Regions from separate parts of the Callithrix jacchus genome. Here region 2 is linked to region 1. The links are chromatin contacts, called in public Hi-C maps. All regions are on one chromosome and are shown on one strand. Each heading gives the region's core, a stretch centred on a gene start, on an enhancer-like site or on the middle of the called end of the contact. The rest is flanking DNA. Distances are from core to core; before and after follow the strand shown.

The links. A called contact is a pair of places that touch in the nucleus more often than the background predicts.
Region 2: a contact with region 1 is called in a Hi-C map of skeletal muscle, with 5 times the contacts expected there. The contact joins two enhancer-like sites. A contact is called at or near these places in 2 of 3 Hi-C or Micro-C datasets (both in skeletal muscle).

What each region holds. Positions count from the first base shown.
Region 1 is chr1:78,139,267-78,145,462 of calJac240_pri, forward strand. All of the region lies in intron 3 of AOPEP (aminopeptidase O (putative)), which reads left to right. Among named protein-coding and RNA genes, the nearest start is that of AOPEP, 64 kb to the left of the region's middle. Within about 2 kb of position 3,960, at least 2 of the 16 cell types and tissues checked have an H3K27ac peak or open chromatin away from gene starts, as enhancers often do. A contact at or near this core is called in skeletal muscle, where this site is marked.
Region 2 is chr1:78,377,913-78,384,108 of calJac240_pri, forward strand. AOPEP (aminopeptidase O (putative)) reads left to right here. Exons shown (of 17, transcript XM_078365849.1): 12 at 3,252-3,314; 13 at 3,638-3,712. Among named protein-coding and RNA genes, the nearest start is that of AOPEP, 300 kb to the left of the region's middle. Within about 2 kb of position 3,264, at least 12 of the 16 cell types and tissues checked have an H3K27ac peak or open chromatin away from gene starts, as enhancers often do. A contact at or near this core is called in skeletal muscle, where this site is marked.

The DNA of each region.
Region 1 (6,196 bases), core at 2,710-5,209:
AATCAGGCAGAAATAGTATTTTTCATGGAATATACATTTAAAACTACTGCTGATAGTAACAAAATTGACTTCAGGATCATTTCTTTTGTTTTTTCTGCTTAATTGTAGTTTATGCCTTTTTTCCAGCCTTAACAACTTTTAAAAAGAATTGATTTAGAACATTATTATTTTCTTATAGTAATTTTTGTTTAGTTTTATTTTTACAGAGTCTAATTTAGTGTATTCCCACTTCCTAGAAAAATAAAATACTCTGCTTCTATTTTTTGTTGGAAGCCTTAAGTAAATTAAGAAGACTGCCTAATGTAAGCTTCTTCCAGATGAAGGAGAAAAAGCTCATGAACAAGTGGAAGGTGTTAAAAACTACATGTGCCCTTGCATGGGATCTGATTTCATTTTTCTGTGCAAAAGTAAGACTGTAGACATTACTTCATTCTGGGCAAAATGCTACTCTCTGGCCTGCCCAATAGACCAACTCTCTGGCATTCTCTTTCTTTTGACTTTGTGTGGGAAATTCCAGGAAAAAGCCAAGATCTGAGAGCCGAGACCCTCCTGTGTGCAATTGAAAGCCAACTTTTCAAAATGAGCAATACTATTTAGACTACTCCCATCGTATGCAACCAGGAATTGCATATGAGGAAATGGTAAATTAAGAGGCATTTAGGAATGGTTATGATTAAATATTTTCCTCACAAAGAAAGAATGCAAAGTAGAGAAAGCTCCTTGTTTCCAGAACTGGGGAAACTTTATTCCACGCCAGTACACATACATTCCTGTTTTTGAAGGGTAGGAGCACAGGGTAAACATATTAATCTTTTCCTGTTAGAAAGATGCCGGTGAGCCGGTAATTTCTAAATGTCTGTCAGTTAATTCTTTTCTTTTCTTTTTTGAGATGGAGTCTTGCTCTGTCGCCAGGCTGGAGTGCAGGGGCGCAATCTCAGCTCACTGCAAACTCCGTCTCCTGGGTTCAAGCAATTCTTCCACCTCAGCCTCCCACATAGCTGGGACCATAGGCGCATGCCGTCACGCCCAGCTAGTTTTTTTTTTTTTTTTTTTTTTTTTTTGGTATTTTTAGTAGAGATGGGGTTTCACCGTGTTGGCCAGGATGGTCTCGATCTCTTGACCTCATGATCCGCCTGCCTCGGCCTCCCAAAGTGCTAGGATTACAGGCATGAGCCACTGTGCCTGGCCAGTTAATTCTTTTGTTTTGTGATTTGTTGTTGACTAGTTCTTGCTTACCCTCCTGGCACTGCACTTACCATACGTGACATATGTGAAAGTCATCATGGTTTCTTTCAGACAATGATGATTCTCCAGGCATATATATACCAATTCTTGTTGCTGTGGATTTTTGTCTTGGACTTGACATACATGAAGGTTGCATATGAGTAAAGCAGTAAAGTTTACCTGTGACCATCTGGAGCAGTTATGATTTGGTGTCCAGTTAGCTGATCCAGCTTAAGGGTAACTGGGTTACCTGCATCAAAAGTCAGAGTGGCCAGTGAGACTTCAATAACAAACCTGGTGCGGTGTATTCCTTTAGGTATCCCATTAGCCAACAAGGAAAACCTATAGAGGTACTTGTGTTCAGCAGGTGGCGCTCTTTTACCTAGTTCACAAGAATGATCTTGAAGGTCATTCTCTCCTGCCTCTCCTGTGCCTGAGGCAGTACCATGTTGCAGAGAAGGAAACCCGAAGCCTTGCTGGGTAGCATCGGTGCTTGTGAAGTGGTGGCTTGACCTGGCACATCACCCTGGTTAGGCAATGCTGATGCCTACCAGCCCAGGGCGTCTTACTGTTTCGTTTGTTATGGTGCCAGTTACAACCCTTAAGCAACTGTGGAGAAGAACTAACGAATAATCACGCTGTGAGTATTCACGAGGGTGGCACTCACTTAGAAAACCAAAAGATGTAGACTCAGTATCTACAAAATCCTGACAGAAAGCTGGAGTTTGCTGAAAGACCCAAGCAGTGGAGAAGGAGGCCAAGGGAAGAGCACCCAAAATAGGAGCTCTCCTTTTTGTGTATGTATTTTATTTATTGTGCAGATGTATGTATACTATACATTTAAATCTGTAATATATACATTCTATATAGTATGTCTATATGCACTTATAAATGCACATGTTCCTGTATATACATATTCCTATAAAAACATTGTTAGGCATCTTTAATTTGTGATACAAAGGTGTTCCAAAGTAATCATAACATATAGAATAGTTTGGACAGGAATTTCTGAAATAAGCAATCGTGGTTAGAGAAAGAAACAATTTTGAGGTAGGAAAAGTAGCAGGGGCTACTGTGGGACTGAGGAAAGAAAGACTATATGTTAAATAAAAGCATGTATCAATTTGTTATTTCCAAATGCTTCATACTGTTTGTCTAGCCTATAGTGGAGAGGTTGAAAAAGTAAAATGGACGGTTTTAATAGGAAGAATTTAAGTGCCTGTTTTAATTTTCAGTAAAAACAGTAACTCTTTAATATAAGAAGCTCCATGTGATGCTTAACTTTGCAGAGCTATGATCTGCCTTTGCCTCTGCACAAGCAGAGTGGTTATGTGGGTGTGGTTATAGCTGTGCCTTTAATTATATTGAGTGGGTTTATCTAAGACTCACCTAAGAGGACATTGACTTTCCATAAATTTTGTATTGAATTTACTATTGGTAGGCATGACTGATGTGTAAAAATGGCTACCGTATCTTGATTTTTCTTCTGTTAATATATTTTATGAAAAACGATTATCTCAATTAGCTAAGTTTCTCACAGGTTTAGTTTAAAAAGTTCTCTCTCCTTTCATGAACTGACTACTCCTTCGTGTTCTTCCTTTTTCCCTCCTCACTGAGAATGTCTCTTCCCTTCCGTGGAAGATAGAATCTTCAAAACTTCATATGACAGTTTTTAGAATAGTCAGTGAAAAAATAATTAACTGTTTTAACACTCTTTATGATACTTAGTTTCAAAACTATATTTTATTTTTTTTTAATTTTTAATTTTGGATACAGAGTCTTTCACTTCGTCACCCAGGCTGGAGTGCAGTGGCACGATCTCGGCTCACTGCCACCTCTGCCTCTTGGGTTTAAGTGATTCTCCTGCCCCAGCCTCCCGAGTTGCTGTTATTACAGGTGCCTGCCACCACATCTGGCTAATTTTTGTATTTTTAGTAGAGGCAGAGTTTCACCATATTAGCCAGGCTGGTCTTGAACTCTGGATCTCAGGTGATCCATTTGCCTTGGCCTCTCAAAGTGCTGGGATTAGAGGCGTGAGTCACTGTACCCAGCCCAAAACTAAATTTTAAACTGTGTCTTGTGATTTGAAAATTAATCCATTTAAAGTTCTTTTTTACTTGCAAAAAGCACAGTCATCTTTAAGGAAAATTTCAGTGCTGTTACGGAGATGAAGATGTCTGTTTGGATCTTGTAACAGCTGTTATTGTCAATATGTCATGTGATACGTGTATCTTACTAGTGAGACAATTGAAGTATGAGAGGTTTTCCCTCTAAATATAGTCTAATAGGAGAAAGTAAGGAAGTCTGAAGTGCAGCTTTACAGAATCTGTCCAGAAGGAAGGGCAAGTTGGGTGGCAGCTTGTGCTGCAGTTAGGGAGTGCTGTTTTCCTCTGCGTCCCTTCCTACCACCCCTCTTTATTAGTCTTGCTATCGAATCCCAGCCTGGCTGTGAAATCATCCAGTGGCATGATAGGTTTCTGGCCTCTGCAGAGGAAAAACTCTGGGTTAATTCAAGTACAACGTGTTCTCTTGTTTTGCAGTTGGTGTAGCAAAGGGAGTCTAGTGCAAGTGGATTGAATCAAAAGGAAAATGAAGGCATTCACTGTCGGTTTCATCAAGGATGGCTCATTTAAAGCAAACACCATTTAAATAGTCTCCAAATGGCCCATTCTATATGAAGTCATACAGGATGCCCCCTTTAGGTTGTCGTTCTCCTTTAAATGGATTGCTTTGTGTGGACTGTGTTTTAATGCCATCCAACCTTAAACCCCATATGTGGGCCTCATCAGGTCTTTGTTTTCAGTACACATATGGCAGCCATACCTTCAGCATTCTTTGCCTCTGCCTTCAGAAAATCAGCCTGAGCATCAAGGGTAGGCAGCTGTAAAGCTGAGAGCTTGCAAATGATGAAGACTACAACAAATACAGATGACAAGAGCTAACATTTCTTGAACACTTACTTTGTGCCAGTTGTTATGCCTACTGATCACTTTATAGATTCTCTAATTTAATCCTAACTTAATCCTCACAACAAGATACTATGATCATTCTCTTATTATACATGAGGAAACGGATGCATTGGAGAAATTAAGTGATGTGTGCTCAAACTGGTAAATATGGAGCAGGGAATTGAACACCAGCTGTCAGATTTCAGAGGTGGGACTCAATCAATGGACATATCCCAAAGCAGTAAATTTTCATTAATTCTCTTGAAAGATAGGCTTATTCCAATCAATAGACAATCCTGAAATTATTTATCTTTGTCTTGGGAATGCATGCTCTGCTTTCTGGAGCAGTATTTCCACCTTATTCTTTGCTTTTTTTGTAGGCTGATTGGAAGATAAGGTTAGGTGTTGTTCCCTGTGGTGGTGGGCAGTCTTCATGCAAGATTGGGCATGTTGGAATAAACTATATTTTATAAAAATAAACTATTTTTTTCTCACAAATAAGATAAAATTTTAATTTGTAAAATGATCATAGAGAAAAGTGTAGTTAATGTTGAATCACTTATAAAAGTAAACTTTAGAGAGTCTATAAAAAATGTGGTTAGTCAGCTTTTGCTTTGTGAAATTCTTCATTCTAATTCATTTTAAAGTGCACAGAAAAATGACAGCTGCCCTTCAGGAGAATCGGAGTTTCAATGTTGTACTGTACCACATTCTTTGTCTTCTCTTTTTAGTTCTCATTTTCATTTTTGATCACAATCAAGGAGTGTAATTATCTAAAGATACTTTTCTTCCAAATGAGGATGCTAGAAACGTCCTCATAGCGAGGAACTAATGAAAACCTTCTCCAGCACGAGCAGCACTCGGTGATCTCAGCATGGGCTCCAGCATTCAACCAGGATCCAGGCAGGAAGCCCAGGGCCAGACTCTAGAGAAGCTTCTCAGAAGAGTTCGACCAGGGTCTCTGGGAATTGGTTTTCTGGCTGGTTCTTATTTGGCCCAGCCAATTGATCTGCCCCGATTTGACTGTTACTTGGTAGCCAAGAAAAGTTTTTGCTTTTAAAAGCTTGATGTCTGAGTCAATCAAACAGTTGATTCCAAATTAGCTCCACTAAGTAGAGGAACTTTAGGAATCTAAGAAAGTAAAACAAACAAACAAACTTGTGTGCTGTGTAGGAGGAAATCATCTTGAGCACTTAAAATATGAGTTTGGGTGATATTTTTTAAAAATTATTTTATTTCCATTATTGAATGTTAGAGAAGACTTCAAGGAATCAATGACAGTTTTAAAATATTTTTATTGGACTCACTTCAGGTTCTGTTATCACTATTGCTCTCTCACTCCTAAACTCTGGGTCATTTAAGGTTTTTGACTGCTTAATTGCTAGTCTCCATTTTTCTCCCCTTCCACATCTTCCTGTGACTTCTGGTGTCCTCCCCATGTTACCTCAAGGGTACAGATACTCTGATCGAGGTACTGGGCCGTGATGGCATTGGGCACTCTATATGGAGTCCTGTTGACTTTGTGCAGGGATCTAATAACAATACCTCTTACTCCATTAGCAGTGTTTTCTCTTGGAAGTAGTTTCAGTTTCTGCTGTTTCCACAAGTATCATCTTGCCCATGGACTAGGTGGATGGTACAAGAACCAGACCAGCAGCGAGAAAATCAGGTCAAAAATTCAAAGTGGAATGTAGGGAGAAAGCCTGTTGTACGCAGTGTTTCATTCTTAAAAGGATTTCTTAATAGACTAGTGCCTGCTCCTTATCTCTAAATTGCCTCTTTCTTCTGAGTTATATTTCATCATTTTAATAGTACCTCAGTATCAGATGTTATTCTTTTTCTCTTAAGATTCCCTTTTAACTAATCGATTAGTTCAATTATTTTGTATTAAAGATGTAATATTTAAAGAGTCAGATAATTCTAATGGGTTTATTATACCCCTCTTCCCAAGCAGCAGTTCTTTGCAATCTCTCTTCCTCCATTTTTCCTGCTTTTTAGAAGTAACCACTTTCACCTCTTTTGCC
Region 2 (6,196 bases), core at 2,014-4,513, 240 kb after region 1:
ACCGCAGGTTAACACCACCATGCCTGGCTAATTGTTTTGTTGTTGTTCTTGTGTTTTGTAGAGATGGGGATCTCACTGTGTTGCCCAGGCTGGTGTTGAACTCTTAGGCTCAAGAAATCCTCCTACCCTGGCCTCCCAAAGTGCTGGGATTACAGGTGTGAGCCAACATGCACAACCTGTTTGTTTTGTTTTGTTTTGTTTTGAAGCGGTTTTATAAAACTACCCTGCCAATATAACTAATATCCCATGGTCTCCCTTTTTTAAAAATGTAAAATTCTAGGTTCTTTACAAACTAAGCATTTTAGTAGTGAAACAAAGAAAAGTTAATTAGAAAAATCTTCGTTTTAAGACTTCTCCCCTTGAAATTTCATGTGTCCTTCATTTGTTCCTTTATCCTTCCATTCACTATGTAACATATTTATTGAATTTCTAATATGTGCCAGGCAGTGTTTCTGGTGGACCGAACAAAAATCTAGAACAGAAAAGACAGGATCTCTTTCCTCCTGGAGCGGGACATTCAGTACATTTTTTAAAGAGCTATAAAGAGCTATAATAACTGCACTTCAGAGTAAGCCCTACTGTAAACTTGACTTCAGTGAATAATAATGTATCGATATTGGTTCCTCAGTGATAATAAATATACTAATGCAAGATGTTAATAATGGGGAAGCTGATGGGGGGTACAAATATGCGTATTCTGCTTTCTGCTCAGTTTTTCTATAGAGTTAAAACTGCTCTAAGAATCACTCTAAAGTCAGTAAACAGGATGCTATTAGAAACAATAGTGGCGTGACAGAATTTGAACTGGAGAATAAGGAAAGACCTTTCTGCAGAAGTGCTGCTTAAACCCAGAACTAGAGAATAAGTGGGCTAGCCAGGCAAAGAGGAGATAGAAAAGCATTCTCAGTGAGGCAAAGTGGTATCATTTGTATTACCTTTGGAAATGCCATTCTGGCTTCTCTGTGGAGGATGGATTCTGGTATGGTAATTAGGAGGAAAGTTGGGGGACAAGAGGACAAACAAGACGAGGCAATTAGAATGGATCACACCTTTTGCTTCCTACTCAGCAGAATCCTAAAAGAGCAGAATGACAGTAGGCTGTTTCCTTCGTTCAGCTCATGTCAGAAACCGTTAGGTTCGCCAAGATCTGGGTGCTAGGAAGAAAGGAGACTATCAGTAGCAGAGCAAGATGGGGTTTCCGGGTCTCAGTTTCTAAGATCTTTCCAGTGGTTCAGTGGGATTTATAGTTAAGAACGTGCGTGCGCGCGCGCGTGTGTATGTGTGTGACTGCAACCAGTTAAAAATTGCAAGGGAAAAAAGCTTTTCAAGTAACTAGAACCCAGCTGCAACAACAGCTTTCATAGAGGTCTGTAAGATTTAACTTGCAATAGTTATCTTTATTCCTGTGGACTATTGGAATTTATTTTGGATTTGTTTCTTCCAAGAAACAAAAAAATTGAAAAATAGTTGATGAGTCAACAAAGAGAAAGGTCCATTTAAGTAGAGCACTGTTTTAGCACATCAATATTGAATGGCTCACATCAGTTTCTAGGGATCATGAACTCCCAAGGAAAAAAATTCTAGCGGGCAAAAGAAAGTGCCTGCCAGGATAGATTTCTATTGATTGTGGAACTGTTACTAGCAGCATAGGTTGAATAGTTCACAGTTCTCTTTCCATTTAGAATTAAGCAGCTCTGAGTAATCCACTTCACCATTTATAATTATTTACCTGCCTATGAGCAAGATTTCCAAACCATTAACTATTTATATGCATTTCCTTTTACAGTAAAAAATTGTATATGATGGCCATACCATCTATACTAAAAGATACAATAACACATTGAAAAATCTTTAGCAAATGAGCATAATTTCGTAGCACTTAGCTATTATAATAATGACACAAAATGGTTAATATGTCTATATTACTCTCTAGATTTCAACTTTTTTTGTATTCTTGGAAACAAATTAAGAATCCCTCATCTGAGCAGACCTGTTGTTTTAGGAAACAGAAATGCATCATGCGTATAATTTTAAGTGGTCCAGTTATGAATATGGAATGAAGGGATAAAATAAAGTTTTCCACTCCGATGTCTCCATTAAGAAGCTCCTCTGTGTAAAATGCTCCACGGCAAAGTTGCTGCTATTTAAAGTAGTGAGTTTGATCCTGGCTTTGATCTAAACCTTTTGATCTTGAAAGAAGGATGGAGTAGCAATAAAGAAAGGGCGAGACAGATTTTTTTTAAAGAAATGTGATGAACTTAAAGGGATGGTCAAGACCAGCAAGCACCGGGACAACCCGACTCTCCGCCCCCGCCCGCCTTCACCCGCAGGCGGATTCTAGCAACTGCTGATGCACACGAGAAGGCCTTTGGCGGGTGAAGGAAAATCTTGGCGTATCGAACATTTTTGTAAATTAAGTGTAAACTTTCTCCCTAATTATGAAAACAGATTAACCCCTCCTTTTAAAATTCTACCCAGTGGCTCTGGGGGTCCACACGGGAGGGGGCGCAGGGCTGGGTTTCTCTTCGCCCCTGTGTCGCCCCCAGGAAGCCACCTGCCGCCGCCCGGAGCCCCGAGGGGGCCACTAGGAAACGTCTACTCGACGACGTAGAACCCGTTCCCGGAGAAAACTCCACTAGGAAAGTTACTTTCCCTCTGCGAAAGCCACCGGGACCAAGTTTCCGACCCGGGGAGCGCGTCAGGCTGGCCGCAGGCGTGGTTCCTTCCCCGCCTCCGCTCCCTCCAGCCTGCGGAGGGCGGCCCGGGCCCCTCTTGCTGATGGGAAGATGCTCGCGGGGCGCGGAGCCGGGGCAGGGGTGGCGGGGGCAAGGTGCGCGGGGCCGCGGGGCGCCCGGAGCCCGGAAAGGGTTGGCGGGGGCAAGGTGCGCGGGGCGGCGGGAGCTCGGGAGCACGCCGTTCGCGGGGAGAACAATACGACGCCGGCGCGGACGGACTAGCGGGCGGGGCGGCGGGCGATCTGCGGGAGGCGGCGCGGCCGCTATACCTTTAAGGCAGGCCCCGCCCAGCCCGGCGCTCGCCCGCCCGCCGTCCGGGCCCCGCGCCCGTCGCCCGCGCCGAGCCTGAGGTGATGCGGGTACCGGGCGGGCGCAGGGCGCAGACTCCAGCGCCCCTGCTGCGTCCTCCCCGGCCGCGGGCGAGGTACTGGGGGGGCACGGCTAATTGGCGGGCGCGGGGCAGGGAGGCCGGGGTCGCTCCCGCCGTAAACTTGACTGTGTCCCTTTCCCCCGCAGCCGCTGCAGAGGGAGCGCAGCGCCGAGGCGGAGTGCGGGCTCGCGCGGCAAGTGCGCGCCGAGGTGAGTGCAGGCGGCGCGGCCCCTGCGCCCCGGTGGCGCCGACGCGAGACCGCGGCTGGCTAGAGGCCCTGGCTCCGGGCTGCGGCGTACACCGCCGGGACGACCTGCCGGGCTCCCGCTCGGGCGCGGGGAGCGGCCGGGGCGAAGGTCGCGGCCCGTGCGTGGAGGCGCCCGACGAGTACTGCGGGCGGGCGCGGGTGGCTTCTCAAGGTTCGGGGAAGACCGGGTCGCGAGGGCGGGGGTGCCTGCTTTTTCGCGCTGGGGGGCAGCGGTCAGGACCCATTTCCTTGTTTGAAATGCTGTGATTTTTGAACCTCACTCAGGTCACGAAATGGATTCAAGTGAACCGGAGACCCCGAAAACGGAAACGCAGGGTGAAGGAAGAGGTGTTTGAAAAGGTAGGGTTTCCCGAGACGATACTCGGTGCAGGTCTCGGTAAATCCGCGTCTGCCCCCGAGGACCTGGTCACGACAATAAAGTAGCGTTCAACTTAAAAAGTTTTTGTTACAATAAACGCTAGATTTAATATATGGGGACATTCTGTGGGAATACTGGTCGATAAAGCCTAATGCCCATCTACATATTCTCATAAAGAGGGAATAACCCGGGAGATTTGTTTCGTGCTCATTAAATAGAGCAATAGGACTTAAGTGGGTTTCATTATTATTTTAGATCAGCAGTGTTTATTATCTCAGTGTTAAGGTACCTCTGAAAAATGGAAAAGTGTTCCGAATAAATCGCCCACAGTATTCGGTTTCCGTGCTGTACGTTTACTCACCTAGACTTTAAATTGGAGTCATCTAAGAAATGGAGAGAAGAAAAAAAAAAGGAACACTAGGAGAAATTTTATTTACTGTAAAGCAAATGAAAAATTTGTTTGCCTAAGTTTAGAATTTCAGTATGTTACTTTACAGAAGTTTGGACTGCTTGTCTTCTGATTTTGTATTAGAACTTGATTTGTCATTGTAATAAATATCAAGGTAAGTAGTCCGTTGTTTTCTAAGTGACTTGCGGAAAAGTCACTAATTTTTTGACAAATGTTACAGCAGATAGGATTTTTGTTGCTTTTGCTTAATTACATCTCACTGTTTTTTTTGATTCTTGATACCACCAAGGGATTAAAATAGCGGTGTGTTGTTTTTCTGCTGCTAGAATGTATGATGAATCACTCTTGATTCTGAAGCCAAATTCTTGCTGATAGCATTGCTGCCAACTTCTGTGCTGTGTTGCCTTAGTATGGGCATTGCAGCGTCCGAGAATGTGCACAAAGCGCATCAGAATAAAGGTGATCCCAGAACTGCAGAGTGCACTTCAGGATACCAGAGGGCAGTTTCTGAGAGACCTGGAAAAGGAACCAGCCTGCAAGTATAGTTGTTTGTAGCCAGACATTCAGTATGCATGAAAAGGGGGACCCCAGCCCTTTGCTTTTTCCACAGAGGGTCATAGATGTAACTTCAATTGAAGAATAATCGAAAAAGTTGTCATTTGGAATAGACTTGAGTTTTCTGACCATACCTCAGCATGGTATGGTAAGTTGTGTTTAACGTTAATGGTTTAGGTGTATTTTTTTTAATGTTGTGAGGTGATGAGTGGGATCATAAAATACCCAAAGAAGGAAAAGAATTTTGGCTTGCTTGGTATTTTTTTTTAAATGTGTTGTAGCTGTTATTTTATTTAATTTATTTTATTGTGTTGAGATGGAGTCTTGCTCTGTCGCCCAGGCTGGAGTATAGTAGTGCGATCTCGGCTCACCTCCGCCTCCAGGGTTCAAGTGATTCTCCTGCCTCAGCCTCCTGAGTAGTTGGGACTGCAGGCACATGGACCACGCCTGGCTAGTTTTTTCTATTTTTAGTAAAGAAAGGTTTTCACCGTGTTAGCCAGGATGGTCTCAATCTGACTTTGTGATCTGCCTGCCTTAGCTTCCCAAAGTGCTGGGATTACAGGCGTGAGCCACCGCACACGGCCAGCCAAAAATAAGATTATCAAAATGCACAATGTCCTGTAGAAAGGAAGGGGAAGCCATTATCTTTGTGAATTACTAGATGTCACTACCAAAATCTAACCTAGAAGTAACCGTATTTGTGACACCTGTGACCTGACCACTGGGTCCTCTGAGAACGGGGGTTGGGAGTAAAACGGGGACTGATTATTTTGCCTTGCAGGAGAATGAAGTTCTTTGCCCAACCATTTCCGCTTGATACAAGCTCCTGTGTTAGACCTTAGGGGGAAGATGTGCCTCTGGCTTTTTTCCTTGGAAAATGTGGGCAGCAATTTTAAAAAGAACATGAAAATGGAGTAGGTTGAAACCAACATTCAGAACTTCCTTTCATGGATTGAACTAAGCTGATGAGGTTTGAGGGTGGAGGTGAGGAAGGGCTAGAAGATAGGAAATTTCAGAGACATGTCAGAGAATATGAACTGTCGGTGTTTCCAGTGTTGCTCTTGGCTCTGCACAGCACTTCCAAGCCCATTTGCCCACTTTTTTTTGCCTCTGCCACACCTAGGAGAAGATTTTTGGAGCTCGCTGAGAAAAAGGGCCTTTCTCCTATTCTGAAATAGAAATTGAATTCTGTGATCATGAGTATTCATTCCGAGGTCCATGTGTTAATCTTTTGCTAGGATTTGAACTTGTTACTAGTGGGAGCCTATGTAGTTCGCTTACTGTTGAGTCTAATATGTTATTGTTTAAAACATCTGCCATGTCACAAGTAGAAGCAAATTATTCAATTTGTCTTTTTTCCTGCGTCCACTATATTTTTCTTCTATGTTAAAATAAAACTGTGGTAGTTTCTGATTTTATTCATTTTGTGTTAGTGTAAAAGAAAACGAATCTTAGTCATTTCTGGTAGGTGCCCATTTGAAATGTTGCAGTTGCTTTTATT